Linked DNA regions of Mus musculus: region 1 is linked to region 2. The links are chromatin contacts, called in public Hi-C maps. All regions are on one chromosome and are shown on one strand. The core of a region is the stretch at or near the end of the contact, and the rest is flanking DNA. Distances in the headings are between cores, read along the strand shown.

Region 1 (4,709 bases), core at 1,208-3,707, 530 kb after region 2:
TTGGAACATTAAGTCTAAATAACTAAAAGAAATATTCAGAATTATGTAAGCCACATTTTTCAGATGTATTCTGCAAGGATATGAGAGTATCATTAATAGTGTCAGGGGTTGACTCTACATGGGATGGGTCTCAAATAGAGGCCATCATTGGTTGGTTATCCCCTCAACCTCTGCTCCATGGTTGTTGCTGCATATCTTGTATGCAGGACAAATTTGGCGTTGATGGTTTTGTGGGAGGGTTGATGTCCCTTGCCCTCTACTGAAAGTCCTGCCTGCCTACAGGAGATGGCCACTTGAGACTCCATATCTTCTATTGGTAGGATTCTCAGCTAGGCTCACCCCCATAGACTATTTTTACCTACAGAGCCATCCCAGTGCTTCCTTAGAAAGTCCTATATTTCTCAGCCCATCTGATTTTTCTGAATGTACAACCCACCTATTTCCCACCTTGGGCATCTGATCCTAGTGAGCTTCAAAAGATCCTGCACATGTGAGTTGAAGAAAAAGTGGCTATGTGGTCTTTCATTATTATGATGTATTACCAACTTGGGTGGGATGGCATTCCTTCTGGGGGGGGGGAGAGTTATGCTATTTCTATTACTTTTCCTTAAAATTAACAAAATGTCCTTGTTCCAATTTAAAGCAAACTTCTTACCTATTCATTTCCTGGACTGTTCTACCATCCTGTATAAAATAGCTTCAGATCCTTCACACATGTTTTTCACAGCAAATAAAATTATCAGGATTAAATTATCTCACCTGAACTGTAAAACATGATCTACCTTTGTAAATCCAATAGCTCTATTCAATGAATAAAATAAGTTTCTGTAATTTAGACTATTGGAAATTCATAATATGATATCTATTCCAACCTGTATTGGAAATGAGTCTGAAGTGGGAAAATGGTTCTTTCTGATCATTACCTCAAAAGTACTAGAGTGTCAAGATGTCTGCACTCAGAATCAGAAACTTTTTCAATGAAGAACAATACAAAACAACCCTCCCTCCAGAACTAAATACAACCACATAGGGAGCAGCATAGAAATGATAGATTTATTTATTAGTTTGCTATTTGCTATTTGGTTATTTTAGACTTAGTGTGCCCACCAATAGCAATATTTTACATGCCTAAGGATGCTAATATAAAAATATGACAAATATATACATATTTAATCAATTACCACAGTGAAGCAAGTGTTAAAATGGCTCAAACATTGAACTTTAAAAATATAAAATGTTTAAATAAAATTCAAGCTGGTATGCATCCAAGTAGAGAATTGTAAAAGTAAGTAACCAAGTTTTGGGAAATGTAATGGTAGCTTGTGGGCATTACATTTTCCTCTTCTTATGGTCCTTAAGCAAAATGACCTTGTGTAGAGGATAGGAGATGATTTTTAATGATAATGATGAGCTCATGCAATGATAATTAATGGCACTTGCATATGCCAAGAAATAACTTGCTCTTTCAACACCAATTCTTGAAATGATACAAGAAAGTACTTTTAACATGAGTTTCTCATTAAGATTCAATATCTTAATAAACCTGAATAAAGTAAAGAACTTTTATGGCCTTTGGAACATAGCATGAAGAATTTATACCCACAAAAAAGCAAAGGTTTTTAAGAATAAGGGGAGCTTTTTTCGTTTGTGAATACTGAAAAGTGTCTTGTAAATATCCTAATTCCTTTCTTAATATGCAAATCTCTCCCATAAAAAAAGGTTGCTGTCTCTGTAGGCTGGCTGCAATGAGCTTTTCTTTGGTAGCAGCATCTGCATGCAAGTGCACACTAACACTCTTTCACCTTTTTCAATGTCCTCTGGTGCTAATTGGAGATGTTTGTGATGAGCTTTGAATGTGCAGGAAATGCCTAGCAGGAGTCCAGACATTTGCGAATGGAATTTCTGGCTAGCCTGCTATTCACTATCTCTAGTGAGATTTGAGCTGGATTCTTATTAAATCTAAGTCTTCTCTGCAATGTTTAAATCATTATTCATTTTTAGAATTCAACATATATTATTGTAATCTACAGATGTGATTTTAATGTATTCTTTTTGCATGACTCAATCTTAAAATATGGAAATAGAAACCAGTGAAATGTTTATTTCAGGCTTCAAGGTCATGACATTTATTTATGTCATAATTTTCATTACTACTATTAATATTTTGTATTTTCAATGATGTACTCTCCACTGTAAAAATGAGTATTTCTGTTGTTATTATTGAAAATATAAAATGCCTGAACTGAAAGGATTATATTTTTAGAGCTAATTAGTTTTATTTTCAAACTGTCACGCAATGTACCCTTTCATAATAAGCCCCATGGATTCCTAGTAGAAGAAAGAGCTCCTACATCATTTAAAACTGAAAAGAATGTGCTTCTCTGTAGGCGACAGAATAAGAACAAGGGTTTGACTATTATCAAGGGCACAAGTAAGGAAAGGCACTGAGGCAAGCCAGAGAGGACAGGGAAGGTACAAAGTGAACACAGGAAAACCGAGTGGGTGGTCTGACATTAGCTCTCTCTTCCGTTCCTTCCCATGAGCAATTGTTGCTGAACTATGAAGTATTTTGACTAACAAGAGACATTTGTTAACTTCATGCAATAAAGCAGCCCATTAACAAAATGTCAGGGAATCAGTTACCAAGCTGACAACTCATTAGGTCAATAAATTCTGTTTAAGACTTTTGTTAACCATAACCAAGACCTGGAAGCTGACATGGTTGGGAATGAGAAAAGAGAAAATTTAAACAGGATTGCCGTAATCTAAACTCTGTAGGGCAACATTTACAACAAAAGTACACATTTCTTCATCATCACATTCACCATGCAGTCTTTCTCAAGAAGTTATAAAACACACAGTTTCGTAGTGATAATTCTAGACATGATGGTCTACCTTGGGTCACTAAAACATTCTTGTGAATCTAAACCTTTATTGGACAGCAAAGTGGGGTTATGTTGTTTTGTTATTTAAAGCAATCTGCAGACAGTATTTACGGCTATCGACATGAGGTTTAAACATCCCCCATCCTATCCTACAGAATACTCCCCCACTTCCTATATCTCCATATAATGTTTTGGTCTTGTTTCTTAGATTTGCCTCAAACTATTGCCTCTTGTTAACTGATAGTACTGTGTTCAAAGTTCAAGACTTTGTTACCACTTGGTTACGTGAGAGAAAAGCCTCTGCCTTGAGCTTCCTATCTGGGTCAGTTCTGTAATAACACACCATCACTACAGACTGATCATTCTTTCTTTTGTTCAAAGATAACCAATAATTCCCTTCATTACTAGCTTAGTTACTCTTTCCATTTTTAGAATAAAATGCCTGATAAAAAGTAATTAAAAGTATTTCTTTTGCTCATAGTTGCTTGGACCAACAGTCCTTCATGGGTCAGAAGATGTTGTGGAAGTCCTGGGGTCAAGACCAGCTCCTGTCTAAGGAGTGGCAGACACTAGGTAGATCTGGAAACAGAGAAGGCAGTGCTGGCAATCAAATGATTTCTCTTTCTCTCTTTTATTTGATCAGGTCATCAGGTCTCTGTCTCATGAATGGTACTGCTCGCACACAACATACTTTCATTCCTTCAATTACCCTGGAATGTGTGTCTAACAATTCATGAGTCCAAAGGAGTTTACTTTCACAGTAACCACCATGATTGTGTTTTTGTTCTAGAGGAAATCTTCAGAGAGGGCTGAATCACATTTTCAGCATCTCCTCCTCTTATCCGTAGAAAGGAGAAGTAGAGATGCAAAGGAGAAAAGTTATCATTGAAGACCTCCAGTTCTTGGACAGTTTCTTGATGCCTGAGAATTTGAATAAGGACCTTAGGAGATCCAGGCCTAATTCATTATTTGATGGGTGCTAGATTCTCATGGCTAGACAAGATAGCATGCCTATGTGCCTTTAGTTGTGTCTACAATTTTGCAAGAGCTTCAATATATGAAGCTGCAATTATAGAAAATGATCACACTACCACAGCGTTTTGAACATCATATGTTGTATGATACATGTATATATTTACTTAGGAAATACGAAGTACCTGCAGTCATTTTTTATCAATTAAAAGAAAAATGAAAAGTGTCATTAAGGTTTTGTGAATTTTGCATATAACATCACATATTTTCATAAATACATTTGGTAGAGCTTGTGAAGAGTATTTGACAATAATAGAATGCATCAGAAGATCTTATTCCCACTGAGAGGGAAAATATGCTGCTGTCTACCTTTACCTGAAAATGAATGCCTCTCCTGCTCTCCAATTCTTGCTGTCTTGCTATTTCTCTGAAATATTCAAGCCAATCAACCCCTCTTTTGTGGGCAGCAGAAAAAGAAGATGAAAGGTATTTTCTTACATATGCTTAGTCAAAGAAAGAATTCTGTGTGGCAGAAATAGTCATTAAGGCAGTAGGTCCCTGCCAGCTGAGCAAGCATAAGAATGAGAACAGGGAATAAGTGTCATTTTTTGTCTGGTACAAGGAAGATCACCCACGAACTCACATAAAATTATCTCTCACAAAGCATCGTCAAATCCTGCTTACTCTTAGGACATAAAAATGCCATTAATTTTACTGTGCAACTTGTCTCTTTCAGCAAGTTAATCATACTTGCATTCAGAATGTCTTTAATTATAGAATATTTTCTTGGATTATTTTTAAGTTTTCTGGATGTGGTCATGTTAAAAGGACATAAACTTAGAGAGTATAAAT
Region 2 (4,116 bases), core at 1,203-3,702:
TGTAAACCAGGTTGGCCTCAAACTCACAAAGATCTGCCTGTCTCTGTCTCTTGAGTGTTGGGATTAAGGGAGTGTATTAACAAATCCAGCATACATGTTTTATATTCTTGAAAAGGAGTAATGCTATTTAACTTGCTGCACTGAACAGATGAACTTGAGGCAGGCTATTCCTCTTTATTAGCTTAAGTGAACAGTACTAAAATTCTAGAAGTTTCCACTCACCTGTGGGAGGATGAGAAACACAATAGGGAGTGAAAAGACAGAGGTCTGGTGAGGCTGCATCGATACTAATGTGTGAGCGCTTTATAACACAAAGCAAAAGGGTGGAACATAGGCTCTCATTGGTCAAGCTTTCAGTGCTAAAAGAGCCAGAATCCTTTGAAGTCATAAGCTGGGGTCAAGTTTCTCATGTCACTGTATAGCAGAGACCAAGGAGGTTACCAATGATGGCTGTGGTTTCAGGCTCTGAAAGAAGATGGCTTCCAATAAAGCATTTCATAGTTGCTAATGTGTAGCAGCATCTCATGAATAAAGAGGCCACGATGCTGGTGTTGATGAGGACTCTGAACAAGAATGCGTTCTAAGTGGTGGTTTGCATGGGAATGCCTCCCATAGGCTCAACTCATATGTTTGAATACGTGACCCCCAAATGATGGGACTGTTTGGGAAGGATTAGGAGGTATAGCCTTGTTGGAGGAGGTGTGCATTTGAGGGTGAGCTTTGCATTTTAAAATCCCATGCCATTCCCAGTTAGCCCTCTCTGCCTTGCATTTGTGGACCAAGATGCAAGGTCTCAGCTACTGCTTTAACTGCAGCCATGCCAGCCTGACGGCTGCAGTGCCATAATGGTCATGGACTCACCCTCTGAAACTATAACCCCAAATAAATTCTTCTATAAGTTGTCTTGGCCATGGCATCTCTTGTGCCACCAATAGAAAAGTAATGAAAAGGTGACATTTTAGATTGGGTTTTCCTTTTGTTTTAGTTTCATTTTTTGGTTGTTGCTCTTTTTACCTTTTGAGATAGGCTCTCTCTAAATTGCTGGCCTTCAATTCAATTGTCTCTGCAGGAAGCAGATCTTGAACTTGTGATCTGCCTGCCTTGGCCTCCTGAGTAGCTAGGATCACTGGTCTGTGCCATCACTCCTGTCTATCTTGTGTTGCAAGAAACTTTCTGAAATGCTCACATATCTGGGGGACTAAGTTTCTGGGAGCAGGTAGCATAGTTCTGAATGTGAAAAGGTCCTTGTTCTCCTTTTAATGTTAAGTCCACTGAGTTTAGATCAGTGCAACTATGAAATGAAGGTAACCTTTACAACTTCTTATAGCTTATGGCTGCCCACCCCCATTCTTTCTATTATCTGCTGAAAATAAAAGCCTGAAGGTGGAGATCTATATTGCTTTTAAGAGCATATTGACGCACTGAGCTGGAAATGGCAGTGCTTTTAATAAGGTACCAATGACACAAATACTATCAAAATGTTAGTTTTGTGGTCCTTTACTTAGAGCAGTGTGGTGTTTTGGTAAATAATATTTAAACTCAGAGCAGTAATTAAGTTACATGACCATGCCTCATGACAGTCTGTTAATATTCTCTTCATTATGGAATTTGGCCTTCAGTGTCCAAAGGGGAACAAGGAGTCACCATCAAATTTGCTAATAAGGGATTAAGTAGAAACTTGACAGCTGCTAATCAACTGGCCGTGCCTTTTGGGTGTTGCTGGAAGTCATATCGAAACTGTTTTATTCCCTTATTAGTGCTGGGGTGAAAGGGGATACTAGGTATGTTCTCTGCCTCTGAGTCCCAAGTCCAGCCTGTCTCTGTCTCTGTCTCTGTCTCTGTCTCTGTCTCTGTCTCTCCTCTCCTCTGTCTCTCTCTCTCTCTCTCGCACCCCCTCCCACTCCTCCATTCTGTCTCACAGTTGTATTTGAACTTTTGACCCTCCTGTCTCAGCCTCCTGAATAGGTAAGATCCCAGTCCTGCATGGTGCTAAGTCAAAGTGGCTCCAACTTTATGGAGATAGTCAATTTGCATAGGAGTTTCTTAGAGAGAGACTAATATTCTCTAAGGTTTACCAAGTACATCAGTCTCTGACTTGGTCCAATTTAGCTTGTGGATTTAGCATGCCGATTAAATCTGAGGAGAGAATTTAGTTACCAAGTTTTTCTTTTCGAATCATTTCGAATTTTAAGTATACACATTTTGCAAGTCCTTCTTTTACAGACAGCTTTAGGTTGGATGCTGAAGGAGAGAGAGGATAACAGAAACGAGAAAAAGCTAAAGGGATGTGTAAGGAATAGAAGAAGGCTAAAAAGCTGAAGAACGGCAGAGAGGTTAGTGAGAGGGGAAAAAAAAAACAAAAAAACAAAAAAACAGAGAGTACGGAGTACAGGCTCTGCGCCACTAGAGGGCAGGGCAGCACTGGGTAGAACGCCATCTTTAGCAAGTTCTTCCCCCTCTAAAAAGAAACCTGGGGCTGAAAATGAGAAAGGGAAGAGGGAAGGCATGGAGGAAATTAGGAACGAAGGGAGTGCAGTTGGGTGTAAGACAAGTTTCTTTTCAGATTCAAGCACGAGAGCAAGAGGAAGAGAGGAAGGATCATTTTTCTGTACCCTGACAAGACTTAAAGTGAATGTTTCCCAGCACCTGAAAGGCAGGGACTGAAAGACTACCATTTGTTGCTCACCTAAGGATTTTCCCCCTCTTCTTCCCGGAAATGCTCAATCTTAACAATAGATCTTTCCAAGAACTGTCTGGGAAGTATAAATAGCTGGCTGCAGCTACAGTTTGAGATTTTGACGTTGCTGTCTATTTCTTCTGCTTCTGGTTTTTACAGAGGATTTTTTTTTTTCTCCCAAGTCTCCGTCCGACGCAGCCAACTGAAACAATGTTTTTTTTCCTTTTTCTTTTTTCCCTAGACAAGTAATTTAAAGACCTAACATTTTCCTCTACAGGGAGGGCGTCGACAATAGCAACTCATTGTTTTTAAGTGATTTCATTTAAATCCACATAAAACAAGATGAAGTACGTCACAATGACCCCCTCCTCTTTTTAAGGTTATAACCTATTTTAATGACTGCTTTGATATACGTCGCATGGCATCTTAAAAATTCAGAAACGGATGTCTCTGAATTTAGATTTAGAATCAAGATATGCAGCTTTTAGTACAACATGCTTTTGAGAGAATTGTAAAGATGGCGTCTTGTTAGGGCTTAACAAGAGACGAGCTAAAAAGGCTCCACTGTTCAGTGGAAATAGCTTGCTCCCATCTTCAGTATCTAAAAACTGCGTGTGTGTTTTATTCAATCATTACTTAAAAATTAAGACACTGTTGGGGACCAGAGATAAAATGTGTCTGGAATGTTTTTGGTGAATGTTTCAAGACTGAGAGAAAGTCCTTTTAGAAAGGAATTTGACTATAGGTGGCTCTTGCTTTAAATAGTAGCTGTACCCTCTGAAACATATCTGTCAATTGATTTTTTTCTAAATGGAATTATGTTTTTTTATTGACTCATGAAAATTTCAGAAGTGCTTTTTATTATTTTCCAGTGATATCTACATTTAGCTTTGAGGTTTTTCTTCCTTGCAAGTAAACAATATGAAAACATTCCCAGAAGCGCAATGTTTGTAAAATGTAGGCCTCGGTTTCAGTTGTCTGCAAACAGTTTCTCTGTTCTTTATGTGTTTCAGTCAGGGATTGAATTTTTGGGCAAAGCTAAGCCATTGCTGTGTGTAAACATAGGTCTTGGTTATCGTAGCATTCAGACTGCTCTCAGGCCACTTTTAAAGACACATAAGCCATCATTTCCAGGCCTCACTTCCAGTCTTCAGTGTGATGTAACAGCTGTCTCTTGTTTAGTAGAGGAAATGTCTGAGAGGAAAAACAGTTCCCGAGTTATCCTGTCTACAGACAGCTCTTCCACTATCATTTCCTCATTAGCTGAGAAGCGTGGCAGCATGACTTTGTCGGGAAAGAACAACGATGCTCTTTTCCTGCGACCAGGGAATTTAGAGCTGGGGAAGACGCTTCTTCAAGGCTACCAGGTTTGTTTTAAATTCATAAAATAACCCATTCCCTAAAAGAAGAATGGTAGAATGTCAAAGCTGTTCAGTAAA

What was found. A called contact is a pair of places that touch in the nucleus more often than the background predicts.
Region 1: a contact with region 2 is called in a Hi-C map of forebrain, with 2.9 times the contacts expected there. The contact joins two enhancer-like sites. A contact is called at or near these places in 1 of 15 datasets of contacts at CTCF or cohesin (the NIH/3T3 cell line) and 1 of 484 Hi-C or Micro-C datasets (forebrain).

The regions. Positions count from the first base shown.
Region 1 is chr3:80,606,199-80,610,907 of GRCm38.p6, forward strand. No RefSeq gene overlaps it. Among named protein-coding and RNA genes, the nearest start is that of Gria2, 190 kb to the right of the region's middle. Within about 2 kb of position 2,458, at least 18 of the 459 cell types and tissues checked have an H3K27ac peak or open chromatin away from gene starts, as enhancers often do. A contact at or near this core is called in forebrain, where this site is marked.
Region 2 is chr3:80,077,554-80,081,669 of GRCm38.p6, forward strand. No RefSeq gene overlaps it. Among named protein-coding and RNA genes, the nearest start is that of Gm36569, 190 kb to the left of the region's middle. Within about 2 kb of position 2,453, at least 48 of the 459 cell types and tissues checked have an H3K27ac peak or open chromatin away from gene starts, as enhancers often do. A contact at or near this core is called in forebrain, where this site is marked.